2 separate regions of the Gasterosteus aculeatus genome follow, and region 2 is linked to region 1. A link is a contact called in public Hi-C data. All regions are on one chromosome and are shown on one strand. The core of a region is the stretch at or near the end of the contact, and the rest is flanking DNA. Distances in the headings are between cores, read along the strand shown.

Evidence for each region. Hi-C and Micro-C count contacts between places; a contact is called where the count stands out from the background.
Region 2: a contact with region 1 is called in a Hi-C map of skeletal muscle, with 3 times the contacts expected there. The contact joins two enhancer-like sites. A contact is called at or near these places in 2 of 6 Hi-C or Micro-C datasets (both in skeletal muscle).

What each region holds. Positions count from the first base shown.
Region 1 is chr21:15,934,252-15,940,372 of fGasAcu3.hap1.1, reverse strand. No RefSeq gene overlaps it. Among protein-coding and RNA genes, the nearest start is that of agtr1b, 25 kb to the right of the region's middle. Within about 2 kb of position 2,207, at least 1 of the 9 cell types and tissues checked has open chromatin away from gene starts, as enhancers often do.
Region 2 is chr21:16,035,645-16,041,275 of fGasAcu3.hap1.1, reverse strand. No RefSeq gene overlaps it. Among protein-coding and RNA genes, the nearest start is that of zic4, 40 kb to the right of the region's middle. Within about 2 kb of position 1,570, at least 1 of the 9 cell types and tissues checked has open chromatin away from gene starts, as enhancers often do.

The sequences.
Region 1 (6,121 bases), core at 958-3,457:
CTATGACATAAGAGGCATTTGGAGGAAGTAGCTGTAGAATAAGCACAGAAACAGAAAATGTCTGATATCCGAGCGCAGCTGCGTGCAGTGTGGCTTATACTCGGGAAGCTTATCAAAATTCAACGCACACATTGTCTGATGGATCAAATCCGAGAAGTGAAAAGTCTTCTTCCTCTCTGTGTTTAAGAGGATGTGTCTATATCCTGTCAATAAAACAGTCCAAGACTTCACACTGCTCGCTGAACAATAAAAATCGATACCATTAAACTCTGCTTTAAGAAGCCCTAAGTGTTTCTCCAGAGGCCTTGTCGGCCTAGTCTAGTCAATAAAACATTCGGAGCGTCGTGAATTCTTCATTACGTCTCTGAGGCCGAGGTCTCCACGCGTCTCTCTCTCTCTCCTCCTCCTCCTTCTCTGACGTTTTGAAGACGCTGGCAGCTGATAGATCAATAGACAACGTTCTTACAGGAGCGAGCGGTGTACCTTTCATGCAGCGCTAACTTGTTTCTTCCTGCGCCCCAGGTGTCCCAGTGGCGTCCGTCCAATCAGAGAACCCCCCCATAAGAAGCGGCCCAACCGACCACAAGGCTGATCGTTCGCTTCCTGAATGCATTCCAATTCCTTCACGGGCGTATGAGCAATTTTTTTACAGTAGTTTGAGCAGAGGTGGAACCGCTTCACATAATCTCGCGTCGACCGGCTCCACTGTCGGCCCGGTGACAAATCGCGTTAAATCCCCGGCTGAGCTCAAGCACAAAGTGGAATAAGCTTTTCTCGTGGCAATAAACATTTGCGTAGGGACAGTGGAGAACGCTCCTGTGATCAGTGTTATCCGTCCTGTCAGCGCAGCAAAACATCCTCCACCCAGCAAGTCACAGCTGGTGGTAATGGATGTTTATCTTGTTTCGGTTCCCTCTGGTCCTGTTGGGCTTTTATTTTTTTCTCCATATTTAACTAAAGTGTAATTCAGAGCTTAAACAGCGTGTGCGGACAACATTTACAGTGGGTGCTGCTGGATTGGGTGAGTTGGGTTGGGGTCGATTAGGGGTCATGTTTGGTGTGATGCCCGGTGGGAGGGTGGGGGGGGGGGGGTGTCAGCAGGTCAGTTAAGTATTAACCAGCGAAGGGCTTTTGCATTGTTTTCTCATTGTCTTCTCGTCTTTTCTCCTCTCCTTTCTCCTTTACAACCTTCTAGCCGTTGGTTTCCACGACTAACTTGACTCTAACTTGACTTTAGGGCGCAGCTTCAATTGTTTAACCTTAAGCTGACCATGACAAAGGAGCCCTATCAAACGCGCCAGCAGGTTCACTTACACCAAAACAGCGCTGTAGCAAGAATAATAAGTCCAGAAAAAACTAAAACTTAGTGTGTCAGGTTGTGACACAGCCTCACATGTAAGGATGGAAGCGTCCAACAAGAAGGTTGTATATCTCTTAATATCATTGATTATTATTTGTGTTAATCCTTTGGCGTTTATTGCTTATTTCATCCAGCCTAACTTCAAAGGTATAATTATTCATTATAGAAAAAGTAATCATTCGAGCTCCAATGTGTAACACCGTTTGACACGAATTACGTAAGAATAGTAATCCTCAAAGGGCAGCTGCAGAAACGTTAGTGCAATTAATGCCTCCTGCTTTGTGTACCCACAAACTCTGTTATTTAACTGCTCAGACTGACTCTCCTTGGTCTCGGAGGCCTCGGAGGACCGTGGCATGAATCCCACCCCTGCCTCATCATCGCACACACATGCCCCCCCCCCCCGCACCCACCACCCCATCCTGTTTGAGCTTCATCAAAGCAGAAGTAGCTCAAGGATTGCTAATGCTTCAGACGGTAGCACCAGTCCTAACAACCCTGAGGTTGAGGAATTCTTTGCAGCTCACTAAGGTCATTTCCCCCCACCACCCCCCCCCCCCACACACACCCCCTTTCCCTCACTCGCTTTCTCCCTCCATCTGACCCCCCCCCCCCCAAAATGCTTTTCTCTATTAATCAGAGCTCGCAGCTCAAACTGGTCTTCAACTTCCTCCCCAATCCTGGCTAAGCCTGTCATTTCTGGCTATTATTTACTTTAATGGGCTTTGGCTGATCCCTGGCAAAGCCTTGGATCTGAGAATAATGCGGCTGAGGGTAGCGGGCCCAGACGCAGGCGCGGGGCTGCCTGTAGATTAGCTATGGCAGATGGGCTTTACAGGGGCTTCCTGTGAGCAGGAGTGTTGATTGAGAGGGCATAATGAGAGAGGTGGTGTCCTCACAATGGACCCAGCCACCTCGCTGCACCTCTTGCGTCCAAACAACCTCTGAGCCCCTCTGCGTCCTCTCTCTCTCTCTCTCTCGCTCACTCGCTCGCTCTCTCTCACCCTCCCCCCTTCTCTCTCTCTCTCTCTCTCTCTCTCTCTCCTCTGTGTGGAAGTCGGGGAGCAGAAACAAGCACAAAAGCAACTGTAAATAACCATGAATGTTAATCCACCATTAATTGGTTCCCTCTTAAACTGGGTGTGCACTTCCACAGGCCGGGCTCCTCTGCGGGCCGTCAAAGGCAAAGACCCCCCCTCCCCCTCCCCCTTTTTTTTATTGTTTACTTAACCAGCTTCTTCTGTATTTCAAAAGATAATGATAACACAATTGACCATGGCTACAGTGTCGAGACGACCTCACTTGATGCTGCTGTGGTCTGAAAGAGAGAGTGTGAAATCTCAGCCATGATATTTTGCCTCCCCCCCCCTCCTCCCCTCCTCACCCCCCCTCACAAAGTTCCTAGTTTAACCCTTTCTCTCCACTTTAGAATGTAGATAAAACTGAAGCACCGTCATTGTTGTCCCTCCCCCTTACCCCCCCCCCCTCTCACCTGTTTCTCCACACACAGCGGTGTTGACACTGGGCGACACTGGGGGCGAACACTCGGCCGGTCCCCGGGGTCAAGTTTGTATACAAGAGTTTAAATTTTGTTGCATCCGACTCTCTCTTGTCTCCGGCTCGGGAAGTTTCCGCACACAAGAGCCGCCACACAATCCCGCAGACTCCAATTATCCCCCTTCCTCCGAGCGCCTTAAGCAAGTTTCTCTAAACTCCTTTCACGTCGCTCTTGTCAGGCGGTGAAAGAAAAACTAACCACCATGTCAAGAGAACTCAGCTGCCTGGCAACAGGGCCGCAGTTTCATTCTGATTTGCTTGGAGGGTTTTTGGGGAGTAATGGGAATTGACAATGTTTTAAGCCAGTCACGAGTGTTGTTTCGTCACCTCTGAAACGCAAACACAAACGCTTTGTTTTTCCAAAGTATTGAGGGTGATTGATGTTTGGAGGCTACAATGCTATCATTCATTTCTGCCTGGTGTTTTTTTTTTTTTTCCGCCGGGATGGATGTCATATCTTTTCACGGCAAGTTAAAGGTTTTTGAAGGAGCATGAAAATGCGCGGCTTTTCATTCGGCGGCAGACGGCGGCGCGGCGCATGCGTTCCTTTAGCTGGTGAAGTTTAATGATTCCATTCAGCCTGTGTTCATCTCACCCAGAAATAATTTAATAAGAAACTTTGGCCTTTAGAAGTATCTGTGTCGTGTCACAATAGACGCGGGACGGACAAAAGACAACCCTCAATGCAACAAAGAAAAAGTCCTGAATACGAAAGGCTTTGATACTTTCCAGTTGTTTGTTCTGGGACTTTTTTTTGTTAAGATCTGTTTTTCATGACAGACTTTGATGCTACAATATCTTTGCAGCTTGGTTATCCGAGAAAATCAGTGAAAAGAAATTAGTTCCCCATTTAAAAAAACAACTTTAGTTTCAAAATTTCTTTTGTGTTTTTTATAAACACTGTACGATTAATATATTTAATGTTGTATAATATTGTCTATACCTTTTACCCAATATGTGACTATACACAGATTTTGGAGATAGATGAATTATTGATTACTTTGTGATTTAGCAGTTTGATCATATGGAAGCAGCCAATATTTTGATGATCTTCTCTTGTTATTAATATTGTTGTGTTTTATTGGATACATTCTGCACATAAAACAAATACACTATTTTTATATGCTATTTAAATGACATTTTTCATATCATATTTACAACAACTGCTCGACATTCAACGTTTTTTACTTAATATATTTCTTTCATTTAAGCACTAAAAGTGTGACTTGACGCCAACAATGACGTTTCTTCTGTCATTCAACCATTGGATAGTCTTCTGTGTCCCACACGCCCGCTTTTATCCCCACAGAACTGTGCTTGATTGTATGATTTGGAAGCTGGTAATTTCTTCTGCTCCAAAGAGCATTTTTCAAAAGGCACAAATGACACAATAAGAAAGCCATCCATCACAAAGGAAAATTTGTGTAGCAATAAATGGCAGTCTTTTCCTCTCTCTCTCTCTCTTCTGTGTCCCGTGCGAAGCTCGGATGAATATCGAGGCAGACAGCAGAGAACAGTCGACAATAACCTCAGTGACATCAAAGCGCCAGGCAGTGGTACGGGGGTGGGGGGGCCACAGAGGGCCCGAGACAAAATAAACAGCGGCGATGTCAAAGCCCGCGTATCTGTATCTTTGTACAGTGGTAGGTCTTCAGAGTGAATCCTGCGTCAACGCCGCTGCGTTTTTTTCCCGAGCGACACCTGCGATGGATTGTAAAGCTTAATCTTTGCTGCAAATGATTTCCTCCCACCCGCGGACACCAGTGGCCTCTGTGATAATGCACCATCGTATCCCCGCAGACAACACAAAGACTTAATTTTCTTAATTGTGAAAAACCCCACTGTTCACTATGAGCGTCTCGCATGTGTTGCCGTTTCAAAGAAGGTTTCTGGTAAATGGAAAGTGTAATCTGTCACCAGCATTTAGGGGCTCCTTTATATGCGGCTCCATTTGCGTTGTATGAAGTCACAATGGCACGTATGTGATATTGGTGCAGAATTCATGCATATGGTGCATGTAATCCCGCGAGCTGACATCAAAACTCCCCCTACATTCATTTCCATTTTGGTTTTCGGTGGTCTTATCACAATACACGCTTCCATTTTAACATACAGCTGCTTTGATCACACACGCAGAATTATATTAAAGGTCTTGTAGCGATCAACGATATCGTTTGACTTAACGGGTGATAGGAAGTCATCACTTCAATAAAAAAGGAAAATCTATATTGCAACAGATGCATATCTATATGCAACAGACATAAAGAGAAGTCTTATTTGAGATGTAGCTCATTTATAATCACCATCATGCTGAAATAATCAAGAACTACACCACCAGCACAAATAGTGCTTGGTGTGAGAAACATATCTGGTGTCTCTCAGGTTCTGACACTGTCTGAAATGTCTTCCTGCATCCATAACAAATGGCTCCTTGCACTCATGCCATCTGTCCTTAATGAGTCCATTTTCTCTCTAAGCCATTTCCATACTGTATTGTGCATTGCCTTACATGCATTTGCATAATTGTTCAAAGATTTTGCGCCAAAATAGATATCCATGCTGGGAGTGAGTGTGAGAGGAAGAAGCCGGAGAAGAAAAGAAAGGGGGGGGGGGGGAGAAAGGAGGCAGAGTGAAGATGTTTGTGAAATAATGCGCAGAGAAAATGTATTTTTCCTCCTCCGAGCCCCACGGTAACCTAATCAGGAGTTGCTTTATCTGCTAATCCACATTTAAACTTTAACCTGTGGGGGGGGGCTCTTTGTGCAAGTTAATGTAAGCATAAAAGCAGAGGCCGGCCTGAATCACTAATCAGATCCATCATACGTTGTAGAACTAAATAGCTTTTCCAAAAAAGGAAATGGGAATTAGCGTGACTTCCGTCAAAGGAGACGCGGGGTAAACTTTAAATTAAACAATGGCAACATAACAAAATGGTGGAGTGGAATACATTAAGTGTTCAAAAGGCAACTTCTTAATCAGCTCAGCTGTCTGAGCCAGACACAAGCGGGGATGTCGGGTCGCTTGGTAAATGAAGGCGTGGACGGGCAAACCTTCGGGACGCAGACAGGCAGCTGCCAATGGAGCCAAGTTCAAAATGTAATGCGTAATAAACAGGAACAAATGCTGGCAATTTAATAGAAAGTAATTTGAGGGAAATCTTTACAGGCCCACAGGACACGCTGCAGCTAAGATGATAAATGACGG
Region 2 (5,631 bases), core at 321-2,820, 100 kb before region 1:
ACACACAGAGACGTACACACAAGCTGGGAAAAAACGGATATGACCTTGAGGACCCGATACCTCATTAAAAGTGATGCTCCGAGCCCAAAAAAACCCGGCTAATTAGAGAAATCCTGCTCACACTTAGCAGTACCACACATGGTGGGGGGTGCAAGAGATTCTCTGTATGCCGAGTGTCGAAACAAAGCTCGTTTCATCCTGATCGAAGTGCAAATATCTGACGTCAATTAAGCCTGGAAGAGGAGGGCGAACTGAGATACATTGAATTTACACACTAGCGTGTCCACATGAACATATGGATGCATTACGTTTTGGACGTGGATGGATGGTGACCTAACTCACTGAAAGAACAGCAACTCTACATGACGGAAGGTTTATATGAATCCGAAACCAGGTTTGTGATGTCATACACAAAACACACAGGGTTCATAGATAACAATGAACGAGTGGTTTGTCCTTAAACAACTGAGTGAAGGTTTTAACTTAATAGTTTTAACGTGTTCATTAGTTATTCAAATATAAAATGTATGCAGTCTTGGTGTGTGTGCCTCTGCCATTGTAGAAAAAAGCATTAAATAAAAAGTTGTTTGAAGCTTTGGTGGCTCCGGGGGGAGCTGCATGAACTCTGATAAATTGCCTCCAGTGATGTCACTTCAGTCGGTGTCGATTTTTGGGCCGAAAACTACAGGTTTCAAAATGAAAAGAAGCCTGTGTGTGTGTGTGTGTGTGTGTGTGTGTGTGTGTGTGTGTGTGTAGTTGAGCTTACCAGACCTCCGCAGAGCGCTTTTCATCTCTGCCGGAGGGGAGGACGGCCGCTCGCGGCTGCGTTAGCCGCCAACGCCAAATCGCTCTCACCCAACTGTCGGCGTTCAAGCTCTGTGAGAAATGTGGCCGCCATGTTTACTGGCTGAAAACATGGTTTCTTTCTATAATTAGTCTGCTTGCGCGCCTCAACACGTGTGTGCTTTAGGGGCCGTACGGCCATCGGATGTGCGTTCTCAGCCCGTTGTCATTGGAATAGCGTAAAAACGTACTTCCGGCGCGCCATTTTGCGCCACGTTGGCCCCGCGGGCGCAATTAAGCTGAGGCGGCAAAACGACTAAGTTGGGTTTAGCGACGTCCCTTTAGGACACAAGTCTCCCTGTTGCGAGTGTTTGTTTGACCCATTGGCCTGAAACAAAACAAATGAAACGCCATTGAGTTGATGATACATGAGTTCAATCAGTGTGGTACGTCGGTCATGCAGGCTTTTGTTTCATGGACCCCGGTGTTAAGACACCCATCCCCCAAAACATTTATATACAGCAAATATATTCATTTTCGTGGTTTCGGGTGAAACTAGCCTTTAACGGCAAAGAAACATCGGTAATGTTAACTTTTGTTTGATTGACAGGAGCGTCCTGGTAAACATCATTTCAAGCTGACAGCCCTGAAGAACTCAGCCGAAAATGTGACAGCCGTCACAGACCCGCATCCACACATGAAAGGGCTTTGTGTTGTGGAGCCCCTCTACTGAGACAGACGAGGACACGTTGTTCTCAGTTAGAAACAGACATTCAGAGAGAGAGAGGGAGAGTGCACACAGTGTGTGTGTGTGTGTGTGTGTAGCCTTACTGCGATAGGACAAGGAGTGCTGATTTAGACATAGCTAACCCAAACACAGATGCCTCGGTCCTTCCTTCCTGCGGGTAACAGAAGGAGACCCAATGTGTTCAAGAGGCCGGAGCTGACAAAGGGATTAATCCGACGACAACAAATGCTGCAATCTTTGGCATAAGTCGCAGCAGAAAAGTACACGTATCGCATGGCCTCAACGGCAACTGACGCAGACGCACGCAAACGCGGGCAGCAATCATGGAAGAAGCTGCAAAAACTATTCCATTAGCTGTGGGAACGAATCTGCAGCAGTGATTCTTTTTTTTTTTTTTTTTTTTATCGACATATAGCGTCTCCCACTGGTAATCTGTCAATCTAGCCATTATCTCTTGCCTTCTCACCATTGTTGGATCTCACATCTTTTCTCTCTTTATCTCTTCCTGTGTCTTTTTCACTCACACCCTGTCTGAACGCTGTTATGGGGGCTGATGGGAACCTGTGAACATCTGCCTGCGATACAGTGGGAGGAGCAGACAGACAGAGACCGAGATGAGGTTGAGTTCATGTGAACCACCCATGGTGCCGGACTGTTACGGCCATCAGTAAATCCACCATCTCGCCGCTATCAAAAGGTTCACTCTCTGCCTCTGCGTCCGTTTGTGTGTGTGTGTGTGTGTGTGTGTGTGTGCGTCCATGTTTGTCTGTGCGAGCCTCCGTGTATGTGTGTGTTTTCTTCTCAAATAACATAATCCCATAAGAGGATGGGAGAGAGATTTTTTTTTTTTTGAGGATAAGGGGAGAAAAGAGAGGAAGAAATGATGGCAGTGAAGAGAGAAAAGGCGATGAAGGGAGGGTGGGAAGGGGGGGGGGGCAGAGTAGAGCAGGAGAAAAGCATTAGTAGTTCCAGCCAGCTGCCAAATGATGCCCTTGATTGCCTCTCTTCTTGTGCAGAAACAGAAGGTGTGAGGGGTGATTAGGCCTGGGCCCGATCCCTGATGAACAGATGTTAATAACAAAGCCCATGTTCATTGTGGTTAATAGCCAAGCGCGCCGGGGCTGGCTGCTGAGGCTAGGGGAAAATCTGCCTCCATAGCTCTTCTCCTCCCCTCTCCCTTCATGGGAGAGAGATAGGCTCCCTCTACTAATGTTTTGCCTGTACACTAACGTAATGAGCATGGTATTTGCAAGAAAAGGTAATGATAATCAGTCACGGGGGCAGAAAAAAGCCGGCAAATGATGGCGCGTCGCGTTCAGGAGATAGAGGAGCTCAGGGTTTGTGCTGTTAACTTTTAGTTGATGATAGCCTTCTGATGTTTTTCAGAGATAAAGGGTTGTTAATAAAGCTCGGTCTGCGTGGCTGAAATCACCTCGTTTTTGATCCTGTTAGGCTGTCGTCTGCAGGCATTAACGACAACGGCTGCAACGTGCAGAGGAGTCGTCGTAATTCAACTCCGTCACAGATCCAGATTCATTCATTTCTAAACAGCATTCGTGGCTAAAGCATCCGGTGCTGACAAGTTAGAGGAAAAGATGTCTCAACAAAAGACATTTGATCGGGGGGGAGAGGTCAAACAGCAAAGGTTTAACAGTGTGAGAAATCCTCGTCATCCATCCCCTGCTTGTTTATGAAAGACAAAGCCAGGTTACAACAGCTCCCCTCCACAGATAACACAGTTTACTTATAAAACATTCAAATGCAATGAATTATTGAGGTGTAGCAGATGCTGCAAATTGAATACTTTTGCTCCGTTTTCCATTGGTGAGGAAAAACCTGCTATTTTTCCCCCAAGTATGTACACCAATTCCAATTCTCTTTTCCCCCCGTGCACACAGCATGGAGGGGGAGACTCATCTCGCACTCAAATATCTCCATGGGGAATGGAAAGATGGCAGAGATGCATGCCGAGGCCACTCCTTTTGTCCGGGCCTCGGAAACACAAACATTGGCACAGTTGACGACAGAGAATGTGACATTTTCTGCGCCGTGATGCCTCACATCTTCAAATTGATGCCTTGTTTGAAATAGACGGAAGGAGGTGTAATGAATGTGCTTTGGGGACACAAAGACATGCCACCAGGTTATTGTGGGATCTCGGCTCTGGAGCGTTGTGACTGCGTTTGATTTTCTTTCCTTTTTTGTTCTTAGAGCACAGAGGGCCAGCTGTTTGTTTTATTAAAATGGGGTTGGAGAAAATGTGTGTGCTTCTACTGTCACTGGGGGATGATAGTTTAGACAAAAGCGTCCAGTTTTAAACCGCTCTTTATGCCATTCTAGTCAATCATGCTGCATTGGAAAGCATTTTCCACGGCGCTATTCTTGAATTTCTCTTCACCCAAACAAACGATCGCAGCGCTTCAGAAATCCCACCGTCGTCGGCGCATATCGACTGGATCACTTGCGCCCTACGTGAAATGGTGCGCGAGTGGGAGGCCGCGTTGCTGCATGTGCGACGTACCCACGCTCGCGGGACGTCACGGGTTCTGTGCTGACAATCCAGAGAGCGGCTGCCACTCACCGCCCCATCCCCAGCCGCGCCACGTCAAGCCTTGTGACGACCGCAAGACGACAATGGCACATTTCTCTTCTTCTTTTGACAGGTACGTATCTGCGTGATGGATCGGCATCGCGGAGAAGTCTTTCATCGAGACCCGAGTGTCCTCTGTAATCATCCTCATTGTGAGACTCCAATGCACGCATACGTTTTCTCTCTAACTCTAGCAATGTATAGCCACTTCTTTTAGCTATATTTGATCATTTATCCATAATCTTTTTTTCTCTTGTCAGTAATCCAGACCTTTTCCTTGTACAGTAACCATTAGTTTTAATTAACTACTGTAACCAAATCCATATCATTCCGCTAACTATTACCATTCTGCTTGCTTGCAAACTAGCTTTCATGTACTCTCAATATCAATATTCAGTTGAATCCGTTTTTTCCACAAAAATAGATCATAATCTCCGATGACTGAAGTTTGTTCTGAGTCAGGTGTCGCTGTAAAGGGAAACTAACACGTTGTCCCAGCTCGGATGCCTCCGGGGAACAGATAATACATTAGAATGCTGAAATTCAGTGATCTCCTCCTTAAAACCAAAACCATTTTGTAGATGATGGCCTTGGTTCCTGCTTCAAATTGAAAGGAGACAATGCTAGTTAAGAGTCATATTCCCAGCGGCACGCTTCCTCTCACAAGCGTCAGGCACCACTGTTTAATGTACACTCATGCCCCATCTACCTTCTCTTCCATTATTCCACCCTCCAAACCTCCGTCTCATGCGCACTTTCCCCAGGCCCCATGCTGTCCCTCTCTATTTATTGAATACATCTTTTGCCCCGCAACATTTTTCCACCTGAGCTGGCAGTTGCAACTTTTATGGGGGTGGTGTGCACACGGGGGCCGCGGAGAGAAGAGGACCCTCGTATCTTCATTGCACGCATCATGCTCCAGCGAACGAGGGCCATCTAGGCTGAAATGAACTAACAGGGAAGATGACTTAGACCGTGGCTCTTTCTTTTTTCCGTTGTTCCTTGTTTATATTATTTACGAAGGAGTGATAGCAGCACTTGGTGTTGGCCCCACGTCACTTTATGAAAAAATAACAACAAGTCAATAGTCGGCCACCAGCTGAGAGGAGACGGGGTGGGGATTTAAAAGGGTAAGTAAACAGCTACCTGATCAACAAAACAATCTATTATTTAATGCCATTTTTGGTAAGTTCAGTTTTCACGTGGCCCCAATTTATCAGGCAAGCCAAGCGGATAAAACGCATAAACAAGTTTTCAATGTGATGAAAGAAATCAGCGAGGTATTTTTGATGGTGACAGGTTGCTTGTAACCGTCATAAGAAACGCTCAAATCAAACTACTTAATTCCCATCGGGAGTTTTTCAACAGTTTCTTTGTTTGTTCACTGTTTCCCAATACAGCTCGAATACAACGAGATATTAGCTCGTGCTTTTTTTCTGCAAGCACGACTGAAGGCGACGTGGAAGTTCGTTCCGGGTGCAACTTTCCGAACATGATGTAACCCTATCAG